Linked DNA regions of Sus scrofa: region 2 is linked to region 1. A link is a contact called in public Hi-C data. All regions are on one chromosome and are shown on one strand. The core of a region is the stretch at or near the end of the contact, and the rest is flanking DNA. Distances in the headings are between cores, read along the strand shown. Region 1 overlaps SEPT9 (septin-9). Region 2 has its middle 18 kb from the start of SEPT9.

What was found. A called contact is a pair of places that touch in the nucleus more often than the background predicts.
Region 2: a contact with region 1 is called in a Hi-C map of omental adipose tissue, with 1.9 times the contacts expected there. The contact joins two enhancer-like sites. A contact is called at or near these places in 1 of 5 promoter capture datasets (fetal skeletal muscle), 27 of 47 Hi-C or Micro-C datasets (adipose tissue, alveolar macrophages, blood and 14 more) and 2 of 2 datasets of contacts at active chromatin or transcription factors (alveolar macrophages and skeletal muscle).

Annotation. Positions count from the first base shown.
Region 1 is chr12:4,266,864-4,269,591 of Sscrofa11.1, forward strand. It overlaps SEPT9 (septin-9), which reads right to left. Exons shown (of 12, transcript XM_005653856.3): 4 at 1-48. Among named protein-coding and RNA genes, the nearest start is that of SEPT9, 79 kb to the right of the region's middle. Within about 2 kb of position 1,313, at least 39 of the 83 cell types and tissues checked have an H3K27ac peak or open chromatin away from gene starts, as enhancers often do. A contact at or near this core is called in adipose tissue, alveolar macrophages, fetal liver and 4 more, where this site is marked.
Region 2 is chr12:4,363,853-4,366,852 of Sscrofa11.1, forward strand. No RefSeq gene overlaps it. Among named protein-coding and RNA genes, the nearest start is that of SEPT9, 18 kb to the left of the region's middle. Within about 2 kb of position 1,444, at least 26 of the 83 cell types and tissues checked have an H3K27ac peak or open chromatin away from gene starts, as enhancers often do. A contact at or near this core is called in adipose tissue, alveolar macrophages, fetal liver and 4 more, where this site is marked.

The sequences.
Region 1 (2,728 bases), core at 63-2,562:
TGGGGGTGTCGGCCATGTCGCCAGTGCTGCCCGGAGCCACCTCAGAGGCTGCAGAAAGAGGAGAGGGCGCATTAGGGGTGGCGGGGGTCCCAGGCAGGTGTCTGCTAAGCCCCCACATCCTCAGGTGGGGAGACTGAGCTGCTCAAGAGACCCCTGAGGAAGCCCCGGAGCAGGAGCCTCAGTCCAGATGGCAAACCATCAGCCCTGCCCACCTGGTGCCCCTCCCCCAGCTCCAGGGCAGGCTGACCCCCCCAACCTCCTCTTCCTCACCTGAGCTGCACCCAGAACTGCCCTGAGGGAAGGGAGCGCCCTCTCTGTCCCACCCCCACCCTGCCCACCTCCATCCTGCCCACCTCCACCCTGCCCAGCCTCCACCCTGCCCAGCCAAGGTACCCAGGTGGGCCCCTCCATCTCCTTCACTGACTCAGACAGTCCCCAACACCTGCTGCGGCCTGACAGCCTAAGAGCCCTTGGGGTCAAACAGCCAGCGTTTGGGCCAACCTGTGAGCCAGAACATAGAAGGGGGCAGCCTCCTGCAGGAAGGAGGGAGGGAGCCAGCGCTGGCTCCGTCCAGGGTGTGTGCCAACAGCCCCGGGGTGGCGGCAGTGCTGGGAGGAGGGGCTCCTTTGCAGGCAGGAGTGTCTGGGTGCAGAGCCCCGCTCCTCAGGGCCCAGGTGTTCCCAGGAGACGGCAGGAGGGAGAGGGACCTGGGCAGCACCTGGGGGCACTGCCCTTGCCTCCCACCCTGGACTAGATCCTGGTGGCCGTCTTCATTCCGGCCGCCTGGCACCTGCAGGCCCCACACCCACAGGCCAGGGCAAGGCTTTGCTTTCAGGTCTGCAAATGGGGCGGAAAGGCTCAAAATAACTCAGGCTTCTGTGATCTATAGGCTGGAAGCTTCCTCTTTTCAGAAGTCCACATGCCCAGGCCTGGGGGCAGGAGTGGGGGAGGGGGACACCCAGAAGGGGCCCAGTGGGGCCTGAGGTGCACACGCCCAGAGAGGCTGGTCAGGGCACTCAGAACAGTGCAGGCTCCCCACAGGGTCCGGCTGGAGCACACTGGCCACGTCCCCATGAGCCCCACAGCACATGCCCAGGCCACACCTTTCCCGGGCTGGCCTCCTAGCGCCCCCTTCCCTGCCCCCAAGAGTCCAGGCTCTCCCCACCCACTTTGCCAGCCAAGGAGTTTTGGCTTCATCCTCCCCCCCGCCAAGGAGGCTCACAGTCTCTTCTCCTGGGGCACCCCGAGCTCCCGGGAAGGGACCACACAGCGCGGGCCTGAAGCCTCCTCCACCGCCAGCCTCGCCCCGCGAGCCCCGCCTGCCAGCCCCCAGGGAGGGGCTGCTGGTTCCCCTGCAATCAGCTCTGGATGTGGGCCCAGGAGGCAGGGCTGGGCATGCAGCCTTCCTTTCAGATGCCTGCCACCCATCCCCCGCCCCCACCCCCGCCCCCAGGAAGCAGCAGGACACAGGTCGCCAGGCCAGAGGCCACAGCGGGGCTTTCGGATAGTGCGTTTCCACTTCCTGGGGGAATAACCGGATGCTGACCCCCTGCTTCGCCCCTGGGCTCGGGCCTCTGCAGCCACATCTGTCTCCATCCTCCCAGGAAGGAGGACAGGGACCCCAGGTTATAAATCCCAGAGACAGGGTGGGGCTGGGGGTCGGTCCCAGTCTCCGCAGCCTGGACGAAGCACAGCCCTTCCTACAGAACAGACGGGCCAGGAGCCTAACGCATTAAACCCGCGGGGGCCACGCAGCTGTCCTAACAACAGGCGCACACTTGAGGCCTCGGATCCACGCTGCCCCCACCCCCCAGGCCAGGGAAGGGCGAGGGGCCCAGGAGGCAGGGACCCCCATTTAGCCGCCACTGGGGGGCCTCCTCCCTGGTCGGCAGGGAAGGCTCAGAAGGCCTCTGCTCACTCTTCAGAAACACTCTGCCCCAGGCTCCAGCATCTTTAAATAAACAAAGAGCAGAGCTGCATCTGGCCTGGACGTGTGGCTTTGGGGCTGCTTCCTGGAGACAGACATGGGGCCTTGTCTTTTGGGGCAGCAGTTCAGCCCCTGCCCCACGTGACCAAAAATTGCTTCCATCTGTCTGTGGCTCTGGGAGCCATTCTGCCCGGGACTGGGCCGGCCCCCCGCCCACCCCCACATCCCCCTCCATCCCCCACCCCCTCCCGGGCAGAGCCACCCCCGAACCCCCACACTTCCCTCCGTGGGCCCTGGGAGCCGCAGAGCGAGGGAGGCTCCGGCTGGCCCCTCCGCAGGCACTGACATCCAGGGCAGAAACTCGAACCAAAGCAAACATCCTGCCCACCAGGGCCCCCGCTTGAGAAGTCATCATAAAAACACGACAAGCGCCATCCTTTTCACTGGGGGAAGGGCCTGGCCTCCTGCACAGGTGAGGGGCCATTCCTGCAAGGGCCCCCCGCTGGGAGGCACCCTGGTCGGCAACCCCAACTCTGCCCACCCCCTGACGTCCCCCACAAGCACGAGAGCTCCTCCCCCTGCACCTACCCGCCAGGGCACTTTGGGGTCTGCCCTCAGGACCCCCCCCCGCCCCGGGGGGAGAGCAGAGGCCCTGGCAGGCCCACTGGCCCAGAGTCACTTTCGGGAACCCCAGCGGGACCCCGGGGGCTCGAGCCAGCTGGACCAGCAACTCCAGCACCGCCCGATGAGGCAGCCACGTGTGACTTCTAAAAATCATGGTAAAATATTAATTTTATTATG
Region 2 (3,000 bases), core at 194-2,693, 97 kb after region 1:
ACGGACGTGTGGGCGTGGGTTTGAACCTGACCAGCGGTTATTCAGCCCTCCCTGCAGCTGGAAAGAAGGCTCCAGGCTGGGCCAGGCTGGAGAGACCAGGCTGCAAGAATGGCCCTCAGGGCCAAGGGGAGCCCTGGACCCTGACCAGGGCTCTGGTCGGCCGGCGGGAGACCTGCATCGAATCAGAGGAGAAGGAGCAACCACCGAACGAGGGTGTGAGTGCGCTTGGGGGGCGGGGGAAGGTCCTGGGTAAGTCCCCCCACCCCCCGGATGCCTCAACTGCCTCACTTACAAAACGGGGACCACACCACCTCCTTCGCAGGCTCATCATGACGCTGCGTTAATATCTATAACGTACTTAGGACAGGGCCTGGGACAAAAACCACTTCTCTAGCTTGGCTACATAAGTAAACTAAGACACCTGGTATTATGGGCTTAAAAGAGAGCGTGACATGTCGTGAACTTGAATAGCAGGTGTTTCTGAAGCCACCCATTTGAGCCAGGAGGAGCAGCTGATGCTGAGCCCCGTTCTAGTGACCACTGGGCCGGAGGGTCTCTGCAGGGAGGGATCTGCCTCTCCGATCAGAGCCGCCTCTAGCCCCCAAGTGCAAGCGTGCGTGTATGCACCAACACGTGGAAGGCACGGGCACGTCTTCACACATACACGTGACTCCCTGCCCGTGCTCACCCGGAACCCATCTGACACGGTTCTGAATGATGACATCTGGACCGGGCTCTGTTTCCATAGGAACCAGGTGACTTGAGCTTTTGGGAGCTGTTGGTCGACACAGAGGGTCCAAGAGAAGGGACACAGGAGAAAGGTGGTAGGATCAAGCCCAGCCTGATCCCCTCCTGAAGCCCAGAGTGCCTGGAGTCTGGTGATGGAGGGCCCTTGTCCTAGGTATAGTCCCAGTAATATTACACTTTGAAATTTGAGTTCTCATAAAGTAACAGACACCTGCCATTAGCCAGAACCTGAGGTCCCTTCTGCGGCCATCCTGAGCGACTTCCACACAGCCTCTACTTGAATACTCCTAGGCCGGGGGACTCACTACTTTACAGAACTGCTCGCTCCATTGTCAGAAAGTGAAACTGTGAGAAAACTGCCTCTTTCCATAATGAGTCAAACTCCACCTTCTGTTGTTAGTGTCCGCATCTCTGGTTCCGGTTTTGGGTTCTGAAGGGACACAAAAGAAGCTTCCTCTTTCTACGGACAACCTCCAGCCATGTGTGGACAGTGACTGTAGCTCTTCTGCTCCGTGGGGCTCCCGTCCAGGCAACCGCCAGCGCCCTGCCACAGCCCCTCTCTGACCCGCCTCAAGCCCTCTAGCGGGGCCGGCCCCTCACCTGTCCGTCCACATCCGCCTCCAGGACTGAGCCCTGGACAGGCCCCTCTGCAGACGGGGCTTTGTCACAGGTTGAGCTGTGCTGCCCAGAGATATGCTGAAACTACTGCCCAGCACCTGTGAACGTGGGGCCTTATTTGGATCAGGCCTTTGCAGATGTGAGAATATCGTGGGTGACAGCGGGCCCCTAAATCCTGGTCCCTTTATGAGAGAAAGGGTGGTGATCTGGGCCCAGAGACACACAGGGGAGAAGGCCACGTGGTGGCAGAAGCGGAGACTGGAGGGTTCCCCTCTGAGCCTCCAGAAGGAATCAGTTGGGAGTCCTGTTCTTGGAGCCCTGGATCGTGGTTACGTGTTACGGCAGCCGCAGGGCCGATCCAGGGCCTGAGCAAGGCTGGCCTAGTTGGCACAGTGTCCCCTCCCCACTGCAGCCAAAGTCTGCGTCCAGTACATTGTCCTATTGGCAAGGTCAGGCAGCCGCTCACCCCGAGCTCCGGTCCACGAGTCCCTGTGTTCCCGTGTCCCCGGCCAGGGCAGCCCCTCTGCTCCCCGAGCACCGCTGTGGGGCCTCCCTCCGTCCTGGTGTCCCAACCCAGCTCACTCCCGGGAGCCGGCTGCCCTTTCCTCTGACCCTGGGGTCCCCGAGGAGGCCTGGAACCTGCATTTTAGCAGGTTTCCCAGGTGACTTAAGAGCCGCCTGCACTCAGCCAGCTTGGGGGGCTCTGGACCGGGTGATGGGCCCAGGACCAGAAAGGTCGGGCCTCAGTGTGGCCGCCTGGACCTCGACAGCCCTCTGGAGCCGGGACCCAAAACTCCAGGACAGGCCCTCAGCCGTACGGGACACTTTTGGCAACAATCTGCTCTTCTGAACGTAAACTGCCCCAGGTCGCCCCCACTTTCTGTTCCTTTAAGTGAGCAGCAACAAAAAAACATGGTTTTGTGCCAAAGGTGGGGCCTGAAGTTTCCCAGAGTCCGGTTTCCTGTCAGGCCTAGGTACAACCCACAGGAGAGCTGGTGTGTGTGTGTGTGCGTGTGTGCGTGTGCGCACGAGTGTGTGTGTGTGTGCTGGTGCGTGCCCATCCACGTGCAGCCTGGGGAAGGGTGGAGAGGCTCACGGAAATTCTTTCTGGGGTCAGGAAGACAGCGAAATGGAAAATGAGACCTGAGCACACACACACACACACACACACACACACCCGAAGGGAAAGCCTTCCTTTCCATCCACCTCGGAGGATCCCCGGGGCTTCAGGAAACAAGACTGGACGTCAGGGCGCTGAGGATCTGTCCTGGGCACCCCCGTGGTCCCCATCAGTCCTTCTCGGTGTGGAAGGCGTTTCTTCCAGCTGCTTCTGCATCTCCCGCCCCGCCCCCACCCCATTTCCTCCTCTGGCTCCTTTCATCCCTGGGCCTGGGCCACCCGCTCCGGCCCCCACCATTGCCCGGGGTGTGAACCATTTCCTCTGGTCGCATGTGTGCACGCGTGTGCACACACACACACACACAGCACAGGGGGAGCAGGCAGAGCAGAGCAAGGGGCTGTTCTTCCTGATTCTCCTCCGGCACAGCTGCCACCGAGTTAGCACCCAGCCTCCCCTTCCTGAAGATCAGCTCTGCCCCCCAGCCCCTCAGCCACCCTGGGACACCTGATGGGCCC